Linked DNA regions of Callithrix jacchus: region 2 is linked to region 1. Evidence: chromatin contacts called from public Hi-C data. All regions are on one chromosome and are shown on one strand. The core of a region is the stretch at or near the end of the contact, and the rest is flanking DNA. Distances in the headings are between cores, read along the strand shown. Region 1 has its middle 330 kb from the start of ACTBL2. Region 2 has its middle 120 kb from the start of GPBP1.

Evidence for each region. Hi-C and Micro-C count contacts between places; a contact is called where the count stands out from the background.
Region 2: a contact with region 1 is called in a Hi-C map of induced pluripotent stem cells, with 3 times the contacts expected there. The contact joins two enhancer-like sites. A contact is called at or near these places in 2 of 3 Hi-C or Micro-C datasets (induced pluripotent stem cells and skeletal muscle).

What each region holds. Positions count from the first base shown.
Region 1 is chr2:152,095,713-152,099,118 of calJac240_pri, forward strand. No RefSeq gene overlaps it. Among named protein-coding and RNA genes, the nearest start is that of ACTBL2, 330 kb to the right of the region's middle. Within about 2 kb of position 1,764, at least 3 of the 16 cell types and tissues checked have an H3K27ac peak or open chromatin away from gene starts, as enhancers often do.
Region 2 is chr2:152,601,320-152,604,725 of calJac240_pri, forward strand. No RefSeq gene overlaps it. Among named protein-coding and RNA genes, the nearest start is that of GPBP1, 120 kb to the right of the region's middle. Within about 2 kb of position 1,707, at least 2 of the 16 cell types and tissues checked have an H3K27ac peak or open chromatin away from gene starts, as enhancers often do.

The DNA of each region.
Region 1 (3,406 bases), core at 514-3,013:
GAAAATAGAATATCAAATGGAATATTCAATACAATATCTGACCCAATATTCTTTCCCTAGCATGTTTATTAATAATGACTAAGTTGACCTAAAACTGATGTAGAAATTATTAAATGTGAAACAACTTTTAAAATAAAGACATTGGATTACTGAAAGAGATCTGGATACTGGGTGAAAAAATGCAGTGAAGTCCTATAGGGAGGCAGGGGATGAGACAGAGAAAGTCCAGGTGGGCTTAGTAAAAGCCAGCCTGGCTCTGGGCTAGGATGTGCAACTACCCTGGAAGGGCTGTTCCAGAGTGGTCATAAACCTCCATGTGTCCCTACCTACATCATCCAGATATAGGCTAGGTACATCACCAAGCCTGATGTACCTGCCTCTCTAGTTTGGCTTTATGAAATACCTGGACTTTTGAATGTTTTTCGGACTTTGGGTCCTCCAAATTGCAAGGCAACTTACACCTGCCAAGACGTCTCTGGGCCAAACACCTTGAATTTCTAGAAAAACAATTCAGTCATTGAGAATGTAGAGTCAGAATCCTTGTAGAAAATAGATGGTCCACTCAAAATGGGTTATATGAAGAGAGTTTAATAAAAAGAGCATTTTTTCGAGTATAGGTCAACTGTAGGGAAACCAAAGTGAAGCCAGAGGAGGGAGATAATTGTTGACCTTTAGCCTAAAGGTTTGAAGCAGCTCTTACAGGTCTCAGAGGCTAAAAAATCTGTGTGGATAAGGTCTCTTTAAAGGACAGAGCCCGCCTGTAGCAGGGCCTCCTATTAAAGAGAGAGAACCCCGCAGGGGACTAAATACCACCACTCACCCCACCCAGCTCTCCTCTTCCACCATATTGCCTGTCATTGCTAAACCCAGCTGAAAACTGGAGGACAAGGGGATCTCTTGGCATAATGTCTAGAGGCCAGGGCACAGAATAACATGGACAACGTACCTAGAGGTCAAAGAGGTCACATCCAGCACAGAGGGATTTGCTATGTGCTTACTGTTATGGTTTAAACTAAATCCCCGCAAAAAGATATACTGAAGTCTCACTCCCCAGTACCTCAAGATGTGACCTTATTTGGAAATAGTTTTTACAGAATTAATCATGTTAAAGTGAGGTCACTATGGTGGGTCCTATCCAATGTAACTGTGTTTTTATATCCAATGTGACTGCGTTTTTATAAAAAGTAGAAATTTTGACACAGAGACAGACATGCACAGAGGGAAGACCATGTGAAGTCACACAGGGAGAAGAAGATAGGACTGGAGGGATGCATCTGCTGGCCAAGGGATGCCAGAATCGCCAGCAAACACCAAGAGGCAGAAGCCACGAAGGATTCTCCCTAGAGCTACTGGAGACACCTGCACCCTGCTTGCACCTTGATTTCAGACTTCCAGCCTCTAGAACTGTAAGAAAATGAATTACCTGTAAGCCATTCAGGTTTGGGTACACTGTTATGGCAGCCTTAAGAGGCCAATACACTTGCTACAGTGCAGCTGCCCTGGACTGAGCATCCTTAATTTCTCAGAGTGGGTGCTGGCTTCAAAATGGACCTTAGAGAAAATGATGTCCAACCCTTTTATTTTACAGATAAGAGAAATGAGGCATAAGAGAGCCTTACTTACAGTCACACAACTGGTAACCAAGATCAAACCACAGAGTCCCCAGAAAGCTTTCTGTCAGCCCCACATTGACAAGAAGTCAGGGACACGATTCTCAACCTAGCTAAGCACATTGCACAACACACTGCCACCCACCTAACATATTATCCTCATTACAGGATTCTCCAGAATAGATGACGAGTACCATCCTTTGCTGAACTCACATCTCTGTAGTACCAGCAGCTTTTAGAGCGCCTCTCAGCTAAAGGAAACAGCTCAGAAATGAAAATTTGCCTCTGTTCTTTCTTAGTGCTAAAGAAAATGTCTAATAACCCTGAGAAAGGACACCACTAACTCTATAGGACAAAGTGTTTTGCTTCCTTGTGAATTGGCCATAAAATGAGTTACCCAAACAAAGCTCATTGATTGAAGATTGACTGCCCCACACATCCTGAAGAAATGATAAGAAACTACACAGTCAGCAGTTAAAAGTGTTAGAATGAGAGAGAGGGCAGACAAGCGCCACCCAGAAGCAAATAGATTTCCTATAGCACTGCAATCTTTCTTATCTAGAGAAAAGTTTTGTTTTCTTGTCAATCAATCCCAGCAGATCTTTTGAGGGTTGCCCACACCCTGGACTGGGGAATGCTCAGGAAGGAATGGGGGAAGGAAGACGGGAGAGGCGATTTCCTGATGGGTCAGGTGCTGGCAAGTGACTGGACCCTGGGAAAGTCATAGTGTAGGAATTCCTCTCCTTGGAGAGCAACCAGAGTAGCAGGAACAATGCTGGGAACCGCTGGTGGTGACTCTCAGGTCACACCTTGAACAGTGCAGGCCATGGGCAGCAGGCTAGGCCATAGCACCTCCCGAACCCTGGGCAGCGCAGAGTTTACTCCCCTTGCTCAGTCCAGCTGCCCACATGGAGCACTGTTCTCCTAGCTAGTTCTCTTTAAGGGAGACATATTACATTAACAATAAGAAATTTCTTACTCTAGAAGAAATTGCTTCAAAGTGTGCTAATACCATATGAAAGGAAACTTAAGGAAAGGTTTCATATATGAGTATAAGAAGATACATTTTTCTAAGAAGGATTTTTAAAAGGAAATAATAAAAGATGATTGTGAAAATTAAAAAAAAAAAAAGGGAGATAACTAGCTTCACACAAGATTAACGCATCAGGGTAACTAAAGCAAAGTCCAATTAAGACTTTCTTTTAGGTCCCACTAGTCCCAGAAGGAGACTGCCAATTTCTTGGATCTTGACTGATTATTCTCCCAAAGTAAAGGCATATTGTGACTATCGAGGTGATCCCTTTATGTGCAGTTTCTGATTTGTCTGTAGAGATATAAGTACTTTGGATGGCGTCTCTCCTCATAAAGCAACTCAAAAATCATATAACAGTGAATTACAGGGCCATGTTTCCCTGCCTCCGTGTCCCCAAGCCCTTTGAAGACGGCGTGCTGAGGAGGCTCAGACAGATCTTCTGCCCTGGTCAGAGCACCAGCGAAAGTAACACTCATTTAATGGAGGCTAAAATCACCTGTTTCTACATCAGTTTTTCTCCTATTTAGAAAAGTTTCTTCTCTCACCATCAAAAGTAAGCTATCTGTTAAGAAGTATTAACCATATGGAAGTTTCCTCCAGCTAGATCAGTGCAGAGAAAAGCCAAGATAAATCCATTTTAAAACGCCTTATTTAAAACCAGATTTCCCACTTCTTCAGAGACTAGCTGGAAAGTAACCATTAGGATAATTTACTTGCCTTATTTTCTCTCTCATTCAAACGTGAACAGGACACATGATGCTTC
Region 2 (3,406 bases), core at 457-2,956, 510 kb after region 1:
GGTGGATCAGGAGGTCAAGAGATCGAGACCATCCTGGTCAACAAGGTGGAACCCCGTCTCTACTAAAAACACAAAAATTAGCTGGGCATGGTGGTGTGCACCTGTAATCCCAGCTACTCAGGAGGCTGAGGCAGGAGAATTGCTTGAACCCAGGAGGCGGAGGTTGCAGTGAGCCGAGATCGCGCCATTGCACTCCAGCCTGGGTAACAAGAGTGAGACTCCGTCTCAAAAAAAAAGAAGTGGGAGTTAAACATTGAACATACATGGACATAACATGAAAACAATAGACTGCTAGAGGGGGAGGGAAGAGGGGCATGGCTTGAAAAACTACCTACTGGATACTATGTTCACTCCTGGGGTGCAATATACCCACGTAAAAACCTGCACAGGCACCTCCTGAATCTAAAATAAAAGTTGAAATTTAAAATGAATAATTAACTAAAATTGATCTTATTTTATATATATATATGTCTCCTGGGCACTAATTTCCAGAGTCAGCAGAGAAAATAGGCTTAGGTGATTTAGAATGAAATATCTAGCCAAACACAATTTAGCCTTTGCCTATGTGGAACGTCCCTCAGGACAGTGCAAGGTCGCCCCTGTGAACATGCTCACCTGACAGATCTCCTATCACCTGGGGGGCAGGAGGCGGTCTTGGTAGAATCTATATTAACTTAGAGACTCATACGGTTTGGCAGTGTCCCCACCCAATTCTCATCTTGAATCATAGCTCCTGTCATTCCCACATGTTGTAGGAGGAACCCAGTGGGAGATAACTGGATCATGGGGGCAGTTTCCCCCATACTCTTCTCACCGTAGTGAATAAGTCTGACAAGATGTGTTGGTTTTATAAAGGGAAATCCCTTTCACTTGGTTCTCTTTTTTCTCCTGTGTGCCTTTAGCCTTCCGCCATGATTGTGAGGCCTCCCCAGGCACATGGAATTGTGAGTCCATTAAAGCTCTTTTCTTTATAAATTACCCAGTCTCCGGTGCGTCTTTATCAGCAGTGTGAAAACAGACTGATACACAGACCCAGCGGGAAGAGACCTCCAGCTCCTCATCTCTCAAGATGCAGGAAGTGAGCTGCCCAAGCCGCCTGTTCTCCAACGATGTGCATGTTTTTGGAGGATCAGTGTTAGCAGTGTTTGTGGGAGGCACTAGGAGGGCTCCCTGTAAGAAGTCCTGTAAGAAACACTGAGTGTGGCATGTGAATGAGAAGATGGCAGATATCGGAAATGTGTGGAGGAAACTGAAAAATAAAGACAACCGAAAGATTGAAACTACCCTTCAGGTAAAAGCAGCCTGACATCAGACATCCTTTTTTAGAGGATGTTTAACAAACACATCACGTTTTCAGGAAAACAATCTTTCGGCCTTATTAAATTTTGTGCAGACGCTCCTCTAAACAGTGATTTGCTGCCCCCTAGTGTTCACTTTTATGTAAAAAGTTTAACACACCCTGATTGGAGTCTCTCTTTCCTTTCCCTCTCAGCCTCTCCAAAAAAAAAAATCATCTCTTGACTGTCACTGCAATAACCAAAGCCAAATTAAATCACAAATTATGTTAAATTAAAGGCTATGGGTGTTCTTATCAACATAGAGTCCCTACATGACAGTTGTTTAGGACAGCAACATGCTATTTTTACCTCTCCAGCCACTACCCACTCCACTGCCGTTATCACTAAGGTGGGAAGGAATCCGAAGGACCCTAGGACAAAGCCAGAACAACAAAAGTCGCCCTTTCTGTCCCTCCAGCAGGGTCTTTTTAAGGAGAAGGCAACTCCTTATCTGAGGGAAGCCATTGGCTACCCCGGAGGTTTCCAAACTGGTACTGAGGGAGCAGTGTCTGAAATACAGGATCCTGAGTCTTAGCCCCAGCACTGTCTTCTATAACATTTTGTGTTTTTATGTACAAAAAGCCTTCTTGTATTGATTCTTTTTATTTGCATTTTAACAGTGTGCATATGTCATTCTATATGTAAATTAAAATAACTTATTTAAGAAAATGAACACTATGGTATTTCTTCTTGGACACCAAATTCAAATATTTTTATATATGCTGCACCGTTAGGCAATGATGATACTGGGGCTTTCTTTGAAGCCAGGGAATTTTCAAACCGTGGAAAGCTCTTTGGCCCCCTCTGCTGGTGAGTGATGCACTTGTAAAAGAATATCAAAGTTCACTGCTGGCGCCTTAGCTTACTTAGAACCTCACCTAAGCTGGCAAGCATTTGTTGGGGAGTTTCATTTCTATGAAAGATCGCGCTAACCTCTCCGGGTGTGTTCTACATTTACTGCCTAAGTCAGAGGAAGAGCCATTTCCACTTTATGTTTCTGTAAATTCCAAAGGCCTTTTCTTTCCTCAGCCAATATTTTCATAAGTTCAACCAATATCTTTTCTGAAACTCAGAGATGCCTTTCTCTCTTGCTGGAACTATAAATAAAACACCAAATACAGGTTGAGCATTCTTTATTCGAAATTATTGGGACTGCTTGGGATCAGAAGAGCTTGGGATTTCAAAACTTTTCAGGTTTCGGAATTCTTGCTTTACACTAGCTGAGCATCCCCAGTGGGAAAATCTGAGATGCCCCACGGAACATTTATTGTATGCTGGTCAGCATGCGAAAACTTTCATATTTGGGATCTTTTTGGATTTCAAATTTTGAGACTACGCATACTTAATATGTAGTAAATTTGTGACTTTTTCTTGCTTATAAGGTAAGTTCCGGAGGACAGAAACAAGCTCTCTGAAGACTCTCATTAATTTTTGCTGCCAAAGCTACCTTCTCCACCTCATGCTCAGCTGAGAGGGCTCCCTGGAGAAAGCCAGGACAGGTGAAAATGCACGTATTTCTTCCACACATTTGAAGAACAAAGGGAATTCAAAGCACTTTTATGGATTTCTTCGTTTTTTATACTTATTACAAAAGTAAGACATGCCTGCTTTAAATTAGACAATAATTTTTAAAATACCCTTCAGATTATAAAATGTAAATTGTCATAGCCTCTTTTAAAGGTAATAATACAGAATATACTGTATTGTTTTTAGTTGCATTTTAGGTTTGGGGGTACATGTGAAGAACATGCAAGATAGTTGCATAGGTACACACATGGCAGTGTGATTTGCTGCCTTCCTCCCCTTCACCTGTATCTGGCATTTCTCCCCATGCTATCTCTCCCCAACTCCCCACCCCCCGCTGTCCCTCCCCTATTCCCCCCAACAGACCCCAGAGTGTAGTGCTCCCCTCCCTGTGTCCATGTGTTCTCATTGTTCAACACCTGCCTATGAGTGAGAACATGCGTTATTTCATTTTCTGTTCTTGTGTCAGTTTGCCGAGAATGATGGTTTCCAGGTTCATCCATGTCCCTACAAAGGACATGAACTCATCGTTTTTGATTGCTGCA